2 separate regions of the Zea mays genome follow, and region 1 is linked to region 2. A link is a contact called in public Hi-C data. All regions are on one chromosome and are shown on one strand. The core of a region is the stretch at or near the end of the contact, and the rest is flanking DNA. Distances in the headings are between cores, read along the strand shown.

Region 1 (4,930 bases), core at 1,157-3,656, 670 kb before region 2:
GCATGTACGCGTGGCGTGGGCACCTCCGAACACATCAGAACGACGCGTGTGCTACGCTCTGCTGAACTCACTAGCGACGAACCACCCCGGTTTCAATGGCGACCGGAGGGCCCGAGGGACCATCAGCAGCAGCAGCGTAGCGCGGCGCATGTGCAGCGGCGACCCCGACAGCGACGAGACCCGCGGCCGTGCGACGCCTCCCTTTCTTCCTCCCTCCGCCGCGGGCGAAAACGACCGGGCGACTCCCGTGCCGCGGCACCCGCCGGTCGCGCTCGCGGAAGCTCCGAAGGCCACATCGCCGACACTGTTCCAACCATCGCCACTTGCAAGCTCCTGCGTCACTTTCCCGCACCATTCGCAAGATCCACTCGCGCGGTCTCGCCCGGCCCCGACATCCGGCCCAATCCAAACGGAGGCAGCTGGCAGCGGATCCACGATCCACTCCAAGTCACAACACTGGGCGCGCAGTCGCGCAGAAGACGACAAAACACATCGATCATTAGGGCGATAAACATCGATTCATTAAAAAGAAAACCATTTACATGAGCAGAAGATTACATGGGAAATTCACCTCCAATAGCGGGTGATTTTGATTGAGATTTCGGCAACTACTAAGACGTAGGTACACAAAATATGCTGTAGGGAATGCTGATGTCTTAACAGATTACATAACAAAATGGGAGAGTAATCCACAAGCAGGTTGCAATCGCCAACTAGTCCACTAACTTAAAAAAAACAACATCAAACTACCATGTTCCGGAATCACAGAAATACCAAGCCGTGGTGGAAATCCGGCCCGCCTTCGTCGTCACATCAGCCCCCGCCATGCTTCGCCACCAACACCCTAACCCTATGCACAGAAGAGGGACACAACCACCGCCACCGCGCTACTGCATCTGCTGTACACTTTTTTTTTCTATTTTTCTTGGATATTTTCTACTACCCTCAAGAACCCCAAAACAAATCCACCCCTCCTTCCACTTCCACCACCTAGCATCCTCCCTCTTACCAACTGAGAATATTCACAGGGTGATAGATATGTACACGGGGATTATCGGAATTAACTGAGGAACGAAATTAAATATAGGGAAATATTTTTTTTTTGGATACTCCGTACCATCCTTCTCCGTTACGGCTCACCATCACCTTTCTCCGTGCCCATTGTTATTGCCACTGCCGCCGCCGCGCTCAGTTGATGAGGTCGGAGACCCAACCGACGTCGGGGCCACCGGCGTCGCCGGAAACAGCGCCCTCCCTGCTAAGCCGCTCGAACACCTTCGCGCGGAGGGCGCGGCCGGACTCCACCCTCTCCACGGGCTCGTCGTCGCCGCCGAAGCTGACGTCGAGAGGGTCCAGGTTGGCCATGTAGCAGGATGCGGCGGTGGCCCTCGGGGTGGAGGACAGGCCGTAGAGCGCGCCCCCCGTAGGCGATCCGTACGCGACCGCGGATGCAGGGTAGCCGCACCAGCCGCCCGACGGGGACGAGTTGGCCCTGCTGAGGCGGAGCTGGCGGAGCGAGGCGAGCACGTCGTTGACGGGGGACCCGGCGCCCGGCCAGCACCCACGGCGGAAGTCGGGCGACAATGGCGGGGACTCCGACGGGGGCGACTTGGGCGGCGACAGGAGGGTGCTGGTCGGCGACGAGCACATGATGCTCTTGGTGAGGTAGCTCTCGAACGCCTGGCGCCGGAGCGGGGAGCCGTCGTAGGACTCGGCGAGCGGGGAAGAGCAGGCGGCGCCCCTGGGGCTGGACTGCTGCTGAGGCGTGGGCGGGAGCACGCGCAGCTGGTCCGCGGTGTGCGCGAAGAAGCAGACCCGGCGGCGGCAGGCCGTGCCGTCCTTGCAGGGCTGGGTGCGGTAGCGCGCCGGGTGGAGCCAGCACTCGAAGACGCCGTGCGCCATGTCGCAGCCGTCGCCGCGCTTGCACCCGCCCTTGCGGAAGTCCGGGCAGGCGGCGCCGGAGTAGTGGTACTTGCGCGGGTCGCGGCGCCGCGCCTTCTCCCCCGGGTGCGCGAAGGGGCACTCGGTCCAGTCGTGGCTGCGCGCGCGCGCGCACCGCCGGACCTTGAACTCGTACATGCGGAACTCGTCGCAGCCGTAGCCGTCCACGCCCGCCGCCATGGCGGCGGCCGCCGCCGCCGCCTCATCCTCCTCGGCCTCGGCGCCGGCGTCGTTGCACGGCAGGTACTGGCGCAGCGCCGCGAGCAGGTACGGCGTCATCTCGTCGCCTTCGTCGACGCCGCTCACAGGGACGTGGTGGGACCACGGCGGCATGCTCACGCCTTCGCCCATCATCATCATGGCTTCCTTCCTTCAACTCAGTCTCTGGACTACGGGAGATCCGGTGGACTGGGCTTATCGGTGTGTTGAGAGAGAGAGACCGGGGGCAGTGCGCGGGCTGGGGACGAGGGACACCAGGCCGAAGGGCTGCTCGCTTATAAAGCTGCCTGCTAACCATGGTCGTACCCTCGGGCCGCGAGCCGACCGCGGTTAGCTAACTAGGGGTGAGGCAAACGACGGGGTCCCCGATAAGGTAACGCCGCGTCAAGTCCGGGCACCCACGATTTTGGGGTGGCCCGCGGTCAGTGAGATGAGGGGAACGCGGAAGCGCCAAGGATCGCGTGAGTGGCGGACGCGTGGAGGGAAGGTGTCAGGCATGCGGAGCGCGATGTGGAGAGCGTGGGGGTGGGGCGCCCGCTTCGGGACACGTCGGGCGGGAGGTGCGGGGGGACGGCATGGTACGATACTTTGGTGCCCCGGCAAGACACTGGCCCCATCTGCGTCCCGGGTTGGGTTGGGTCGGGTCGGGTTCGGCCCGCCATGCTTCCTGTAGGTTCTGGAAACCTGGGGTGGGGTGGAAGGCTGGGAGCTGCGGCTGCGGGCTGGCGGTGGCGCCTCTGTTTTGGACACATGCAGATGGCGGGGGGAGGGCAGTATGCAATATGCACGGCGATGTTTGGTTTGCGGGTTGGAACTTGGAACTGTGAGTTGGGTTTGGTAGCCTTCACGAATCTAGGCAGTCCTGTCCTGCCGCTGCTTTTCTTTGGCGGTATACTGCTTTTGGACGCGGGTAGGTAGGTAATTCTAGTATATCCACCGCTTTCTTTCTATTATAATTAACGCTACGGCAGTTTCTTTTGGATAAGTCTATCTCTTCCAGATTAGAGGCGATCGTTCATTTGTATTTTTGTGTTTGCTCGCGCAGTGGCGCTCTTCCGGGTGGACGCCACAAGTGCTGCTTGCTCGTGGGGAAAAAATAATCTTTGCATCCGTCATGCAAATAAAATCTCTTGAGCCCCTCACAACCAATCATCTGTTAATCCATATAAATAGAAAAAAATAAATTAGTGTTAAATTGTAAATTATGATCTGTTTTTATGTACAAAATGTTTTTCCGCTCGTGCCGTGTTTCATGCGGCTCCGACCCTAATAAAGCCCATGAAGAAGCTGGTATAGGAGCCTTATCAAAGGACCTATTATACCACGGGATACCAGAATAAAATACGAATGAGACGTATGAGGTGCAGCATACCAAAAACAAACTGCCGTTAATTTATATGTTTCCTCTCTTAGATCCTGTTTGAAAGTAACTCAGTTTTTAATAAAGCAGTTGGTACCTTTTAGTTAGTAGATACCAGCTTCTTGATTTTAAGGAAGCTAAGAATCTAATTCCTATAAATTGAGTTATAAACTAGCATTTTTAGAACCAGCTCAATTTTATAAACCAGTTTTTTTAAAAAATTGGGCGCTTTCAAACAGGGCCTTATTTATCTGCACTCGTATTTAGGGCTGGAAAATAAGCTCGAGGCTCGTGAGCCGGCTCGAGCTCGGAGCGGCTCGGCTCGGAGCGGAGCGGCTCGCGAGCCTCGAGCGAGCCAAGCCGAGCCAGTGTTTTGAGCTCGTTGCTCTAGCGAGCCGAGCCAAGTCGGCTCGCGAGCTTTGCCAAATTACTTAATATGTACAATAATAATGGATATTGGATAATTTTATAGATAGTCAGTTTATTTCTTAACGTTTCATGATAAATATATGACAATTAATAATTTAGATTACTTATAATGATAAATGATATCTATATATTTATATTTATATACTAATAATTCACTAGATAATGCAATTATATATATCAGGGTGTGGCTCGCGAGCCGAGCCGAGCCGAGCCTCTCTCTTCCTAGCTCGTGAAATAGGCGAGCCGAGCCGAGCTCGGCTCGGCTCGTTTCCAGCCCTACTCGTATTACCGTAGTTTGTATATCTCGTGGTGGACTGTGATAAAAAGGTTAAAACAAGCAGGTGCGCTCCACGACAGACATGAAGCACTGCCGTTTTTAAACGCCATTACAAGTCACGCATGTTTGTGTAAGTGGTTTGAGTTGTTCTACGTCGGAGTTACAGTCCCTCGCGCTACTCCCTATTACAACATTACGTTGGATTAGTGTCTGTGCAGTAAATTTTCTCGTGACAGGCACAAGTCAAGCAGAGATGGAAGACATACGTGTTTTTTTTGTCAAGACGTATTTTGGGCGCCACGTCAAAGAGAGAACTTTGGACCTAGGTACTGTTCTGATTGAATATACGCACCGGTTGCCTAGTTTTTTAGAAAAAGATCAACATGAGCATGCAGTCCTATATCTAGGGACGGACTCACAGGGAACTTGCTAAGATTTATAGAGAACATTTCAGTGACTGTGATTGCATAAAGTTAAGGCGTGACCTTGAAATATTCATTGTTAAATCCAGAAACGATAAACGTTTTGACGCGTACAATGATCTTAGTAACCTCGCTGAGAAGATGTTTTAATAAACTTTAAACTGACAGACATACATATTTTCCTTTGTTGTATCATCTTATCGAACTCGCATTGATTTTGCCGGCGGCAACAACAATAGTTAGGAGAGCATTCTTCGGTGTAAATATGGCCACAAGACTGAA
Region 2 (5,121 bases), core at 978-3,477:
GATGATGTCCGTGGGCGTGTGTTGGCCCTGGAGGTTTTGCGCAGACCCGCTTGCTGACATTGTTCTTGCGCACCTTCACTGAGTTCGGTTCAGAGAAGTCGCCGAGCACACCAAAGGAGTCCTCGCAGTTCTTGGAGGACCGGAAGTCCGGGGAGCTGGAGTTGTGCTCCTCCATCAGCCTGTTCTCCCATGGCCGCGCTGCCATCCACCTCTCCAGCCAGCTCCAGTTGCCGTTGCCCTTGTCTAAGTTCTGGTGCTTGAGCAGCATGCCGGAGTGGTTCACCAGTCCATTGGAAGTAAGCTTCGGTGGCTGCAGAACAGGCAGAACAAAGCTCAGACCAACATTCACAGCTAGTTCTACAGAATCACAACCAAAGTGTCGACGATCCCTACATTGCATTTGGCAGCACCGTCGGCCTGCTGCGAATATGCATAGGCGATAGCCCGCTCACGCTTGATTGCGCCCTCCTGCCGCTTCTGCAGCTTGACCCTCACTTGTTCAAGTGTTCCCTGGCTGTCACACCATCCTTCCTGGGAAAGAGAGAGATTACAGCAGCAATGAGGGTCTGTTCGTCTTCTACCCGATGCGTTTGAGAACCAGGCCAGAATCATCTTGTAGAAAAGGAGAAGGCAATTGAGACCTCGGCTTCCCTGAGGATATCCATCTGGGTGCGGCGCGCCTCGAGCAGCTTCTGCACGGCCTGGCCCTCGGTGGACATGCGCACGCGGCGCGCCCGGATGCGCGCCTGCACCCGCACCAGCGCCTGCATGCACCGCAGCGTCACGGCCGCCTGCTTCCGCACCTGCCGCCCGCGCACGATCGCCTGGAGCCGCACCAGCCCCTTGAGCGCCCGGAGCGCCCGCCGAGCCTTCAGCAACCACGAACAAAGACGCGAAAACCCGTCACGAATCTCGCATCCTCCGTCCAGTACCGGCGCAAACAAAACAAGAAACGTCATGTCATGTGTCGCGGGGGTGGAAATGTGGGTACCAAGAACCCGCGGAACGCGGTCTGGACGCGGATGGCGGCCCACTCCTGGCGGACGGCCATGAAGTCCCTGGCCGGGGCGCGGGCGACGGTGGCGACGGCGGCCGTGAACGGGTCGGCGGGGACGGCGGCCACCGAGGACGCGTCGTCCGAGGCCTCCGACGCCGCCGAGCGCTGGCTGCCGCCTCTGGAGCCGCGCCACATGGAGCCCTGGTCGCCGGAGGAGGTCCGCCACAGCTTCCACCTGCGGCCCTTGCCTCGCAATCCTCCGCCGTGGACTGATGGGAGCTGCAGCTTGTCCTGGGCAGGCACGGAAACGTTGCTCATCTGATGAGAAATCCCAGGAAAAAAAATTCAGGGTGAACTATACAAGTTACAAGGTCAGATTTTGACTTCAGCTTCCGCTTGAACACTTGAGCAGAAGGAAAAAAAAACTTTGCATTGAACAGATACGGTACGGTACAAAATACAGGTACACAATGATTTTTGTCTGGGGGCGAGAAAGCGAGTATCAGTACAGACAAGTGCCGCGAGGGATGCTTTTGGTGGCCATTGACGCACGGTATCAGATGCAGGAGGGGTTGCCATTCTACTATTTCTAGGAGTAGAAAAAAGTTTCAAATCCTATGCTAACACGAACAAGTAACGGCTAATGAAATTTTGTTCAAGCTGAGCCTGCGACGACGAGAAAGCGGCATGTATGGAGACACCTATCTATCTACAACGAAATCTCCGAAGCATGGATGAATCACGAATTCTCAGAAGACAGACAGGAACCATTCAGACTAAAAACAAAAACCAAAAAAACGGCTGGTAAAAACGGGGGGACTATTTCTGGCGAGAAACGAAGAACACCTATTTCGTTTCCCCGCCTCACCTTGCAGTCTTCCTTCTCGGGCTGCTTCTTGAGCCCTATCAGCGACTTGACCCACTTCCCGGACCCTCCCATCCCGCTCCGTCCCTCCCTCCTCTCGCACAGAGCGGCGGCGGCGGCAACCGGACTTGTTCCCGGAAGCGGTGGGCGGCAGAGACACAGGAGCAGGGAGAGGAGCGGGCAGCAAGCAAGCAACCCCCCACGCGGCGGCAGGCTTTGGGAGGAAGAGTGGAGAGCGGGCGAGAGACGAGACAGAGGTGCGCGTGGCGCGTGCGCCTGCTTTGGCTTTGGAGCCTTTGGAGTGGGAGCGGGTGGGTGGGCACTGCGCAGGCAGGAGGCGCTGGGGGTTTTGAAATTCGAAATGGAGGGAAGCCGGGCCAAGCATGCAGAGTGTGCCTGCTTGCGTTACTCCTCCTATATGCGTGCAAAAAGCCAGGGCCTGAGCTGACACAGACAGACAGCTGCCATCGGTTACGCTCTAGTACTAATCACTCGCTTTATTAACTACTACTACTACTCGTAGTGAAAAGATCACATTACGGCAGCCTAAAATTCTGCGGTTTCGAAAAGGCAGCACTTGCGTGCGTGGATGAACGCGGCTGCACTGCATGCAACCCGGTGGAAGCAGCTGCAGCGTGCAGCGCGACTTGAGTAGGATCCTATGCGCCATCGCAGCTCCCACCACATCGCATTGGATTCTCTTCGCTCCTCCTATCCTACTCCTACTACTGCTGCTGTGGTGGCCTTTGTTTTGCTGGCGTCGTCGTGTCCGATGGACATGGACGCCCGGGCCGGGACAGACAAGACACACACATTCATAGGAGAGGAAAAGTTGTAGTTTTTGACTGCCGGTAAAAAGAAAGAGGGACCGGAGGAGAGTCCAGAGTCCACACACAAAAAAAAAAACACCTCGCGTTCCGCCGGCCGCCGCATCGAGAACCGGGCCGGCGGGGGAGGGCGGGTGCTGTGCTGGTGCCTGATGCTCACGTCTCGGTCCTCGGCTGTGTGTGTGTGTGTTGGGATTCATGGCGGTCCAGGTCCACCATAGACGACCAGGACCAGATTGGCTGTGTGCTGGTGGAACTGTGGAGGAGGTGAAAGTGTGGAACACTGAAACCGGGACCTTTCCCTGCCCTGCTGCTGCGTCTGCGTTGCAAATGCATTCGCGCACTGTGGTCTCGGACAGTCAGCAGCAGCCAGCAGAGGCAGAGGCGGAGGCAGAGCAGGCTGCGCGCGCTCCGTGCTCCGTGGATGAGAGAAGACGTTGATGGATTGGCCGGAAAGCGCGCAACAGAAAAAAGGAGCAGTTATTCGTAGTAGTAATCGTTTTCAAAGCTTACGTTTTGCAGGAAAAGAAGAGAAATCAAAGTGAGGGCAGGGCAGCTTTGCAGGACACGGTGGGATTCAAAAATTGAACCGTGCTTTGCTTCACGGTCGGTCTCCTCAGACACTAAATCCTAGTTTTAAATCTAGAGTTCAATTGTTAGCCCGCTAATAAGTTGTTAGATGGATTAGAGCAGCCAACAACTAATAGTTGTTTGAGAGAGATATATATATATATAGCTAACAATTATCTGGTCTATTAGCAAACTCGTTCTAAACCTCTTAGCGAATTTAAGCTGCTAATTATTAGTTTTAGAGGTTAGAAATAGATCCTCAGTCACATGATCGAGTTCTACAAACACAAAATTGACATGTGTGCCAGCGGAGAAGCCATGTGACTAGATATGGTGGCTGACATCAAGAGATATCGATAGGCGCAAGGACATATCAGAGTGGATCGGCGTGGACGAGGACTGACAGGACATATGTTTACATGAGTACGCTACCTGCAACGGTATGATAGTTAAGCCTGAAAACCACATATATACAAATTTCACGGTTTTGACCTCCAAACATGGGGCACGGTTCCGACGGAAATTGGAGATGGCATGTGGAGCCATTGCGGAGGTGACATATATCTATATTTAGGGACTTGGGCCATTATGCCTTTGGTTTTAAGAGATTTAGCTCTAAATATCTAGGATATCCCGTGAATATGTAATAACATCTATAAATAAGATAAAGTGACATCCTCAACCATCTATCTCTCTAGTATCTACGTAGCGGTTTAGGTTTTCTCTCATATAGGTTTCTTCCTATATACTGCTACTAAGATCTGTTGAAGTTTTAGCAGACAAATATCCATTTGAGTGTGGCCCTTCCCACAATGGTTCAAGGTGAAGTGAAATCCATTCCCGTACTCTTTTAAGTTCTTTAAGTTTTCCCTTTAATATTTCTATAAATCATATTATTGTCTAGAAACTATATAAATACTTTATTTAGCTCTAAATATCTATGATATCCTGTGAATATGTAATAGCATATATAAATAAGATAGGTGACATCCTCAACCATCTATCTTCCTAGCATCTATGTAGCGATTTAGTTTTCATGTTTTCTCTCATATAGGTTTCTTCCTATATACTACTACTAAGATCTGTAGAAGTTTTAGCAGACAAATATTCATTTGAGCGTGGCCCTTCCCACAATGGTTCAAGGTGAAGTGAAATCTATTCTCGTACTCTTTTGAGTTCTTTAAGTTTATACTTTAATATTTCTATAAATCATAATATTGTCTAGAAACTCTAAAAATACTTTATTTTCAAATAGGTCATAAAAGTTTTGCACTACTAGGATCATCATGGCTTTTGTTTCGAAAATGCGTGTGCCACTTCCACACCACCGAATCCAATCATGAAGCTTAGAAATTAGAATATATACAGATGTTGTCAAGGGCAGTGGCGGATCCAAAATCCATATGGCTGTGACTAAAGATTAATTATCTTCTTTTTTTTCTCCACTTCTTCCTCTTCCTTTTTCTTCTTCCTTTCTATACCTTCGTTCTCTTCTTCCTCCCTCTCCCTTCCTCCTCCACTATTTTCCCACGCACATGGGGCTAGAGCTCATCCAGCCCCCCTCCTAGATCCGCCACTGGTCAAGGGTAGCGCCGGGAATATAGGTCGGTTTGTTGGGCCAGTACAAGCACGACCTAAGAATAGGAGCTCAAAGTATGACCCAACACTAGTCAAGGGAAAAAAAAAAGAAACCGTTTTGGCAAAAAAAAATTCTAGACGAAAAAAAAGAGTTTAAGCTGTTCCTCTTGCAATCCCTGCGAGTCCATTTTATACTATACATACATACACAAGTACAGATGCAGACCTGTAAGCCATGATTTGCAGACCTAAAGTAACAATCATCAGCCTCATCTACCTTGGGT

The links. A called contact is a pair of places that touch in the nucleus more often than the background predicts.
Region 1: a Hi-C map of ear shows a contact between it and region 2, with 1.9 times the contacts expected there. The contact joins the promoter of LOC100280461 here to the promoter of LOC100285104 in region 2. A contact is called at or near these places in 2 of 25 Hi-C or Micro-C datasets (ear and tassel).

Annotation. Positions count from the first base shown.
Region 1 is chr3:6,607,885-6,612,814 of Zm-B73-REFERENCE-NAM-5.0, reverse strand. LOC100280461 (nucleic acid binding protein) reads right to left here and starts at 2,406. Exons shown (of 1, transcript NM_001153381.1): 1 at 701-2,406. The coding sequence starts at 2,301. The coding sequence ends at 1,189.
Region 2 is chr3:5,933,234-5,938,354 of Zm-B73-REFERENCE-NAM-5.0, reverse strand. It overlaps LOC100285104 (calmodulin binding protein), which reads right to left and starts at 2,227. Exons shown (of 5, transcript NM_001157999.1): 1 at 1,866-2,227; 2 at 992-1,288; 3 at 642-869; 4 at 394-531; 5 at 1-310. The coding sequence starts at 1,937.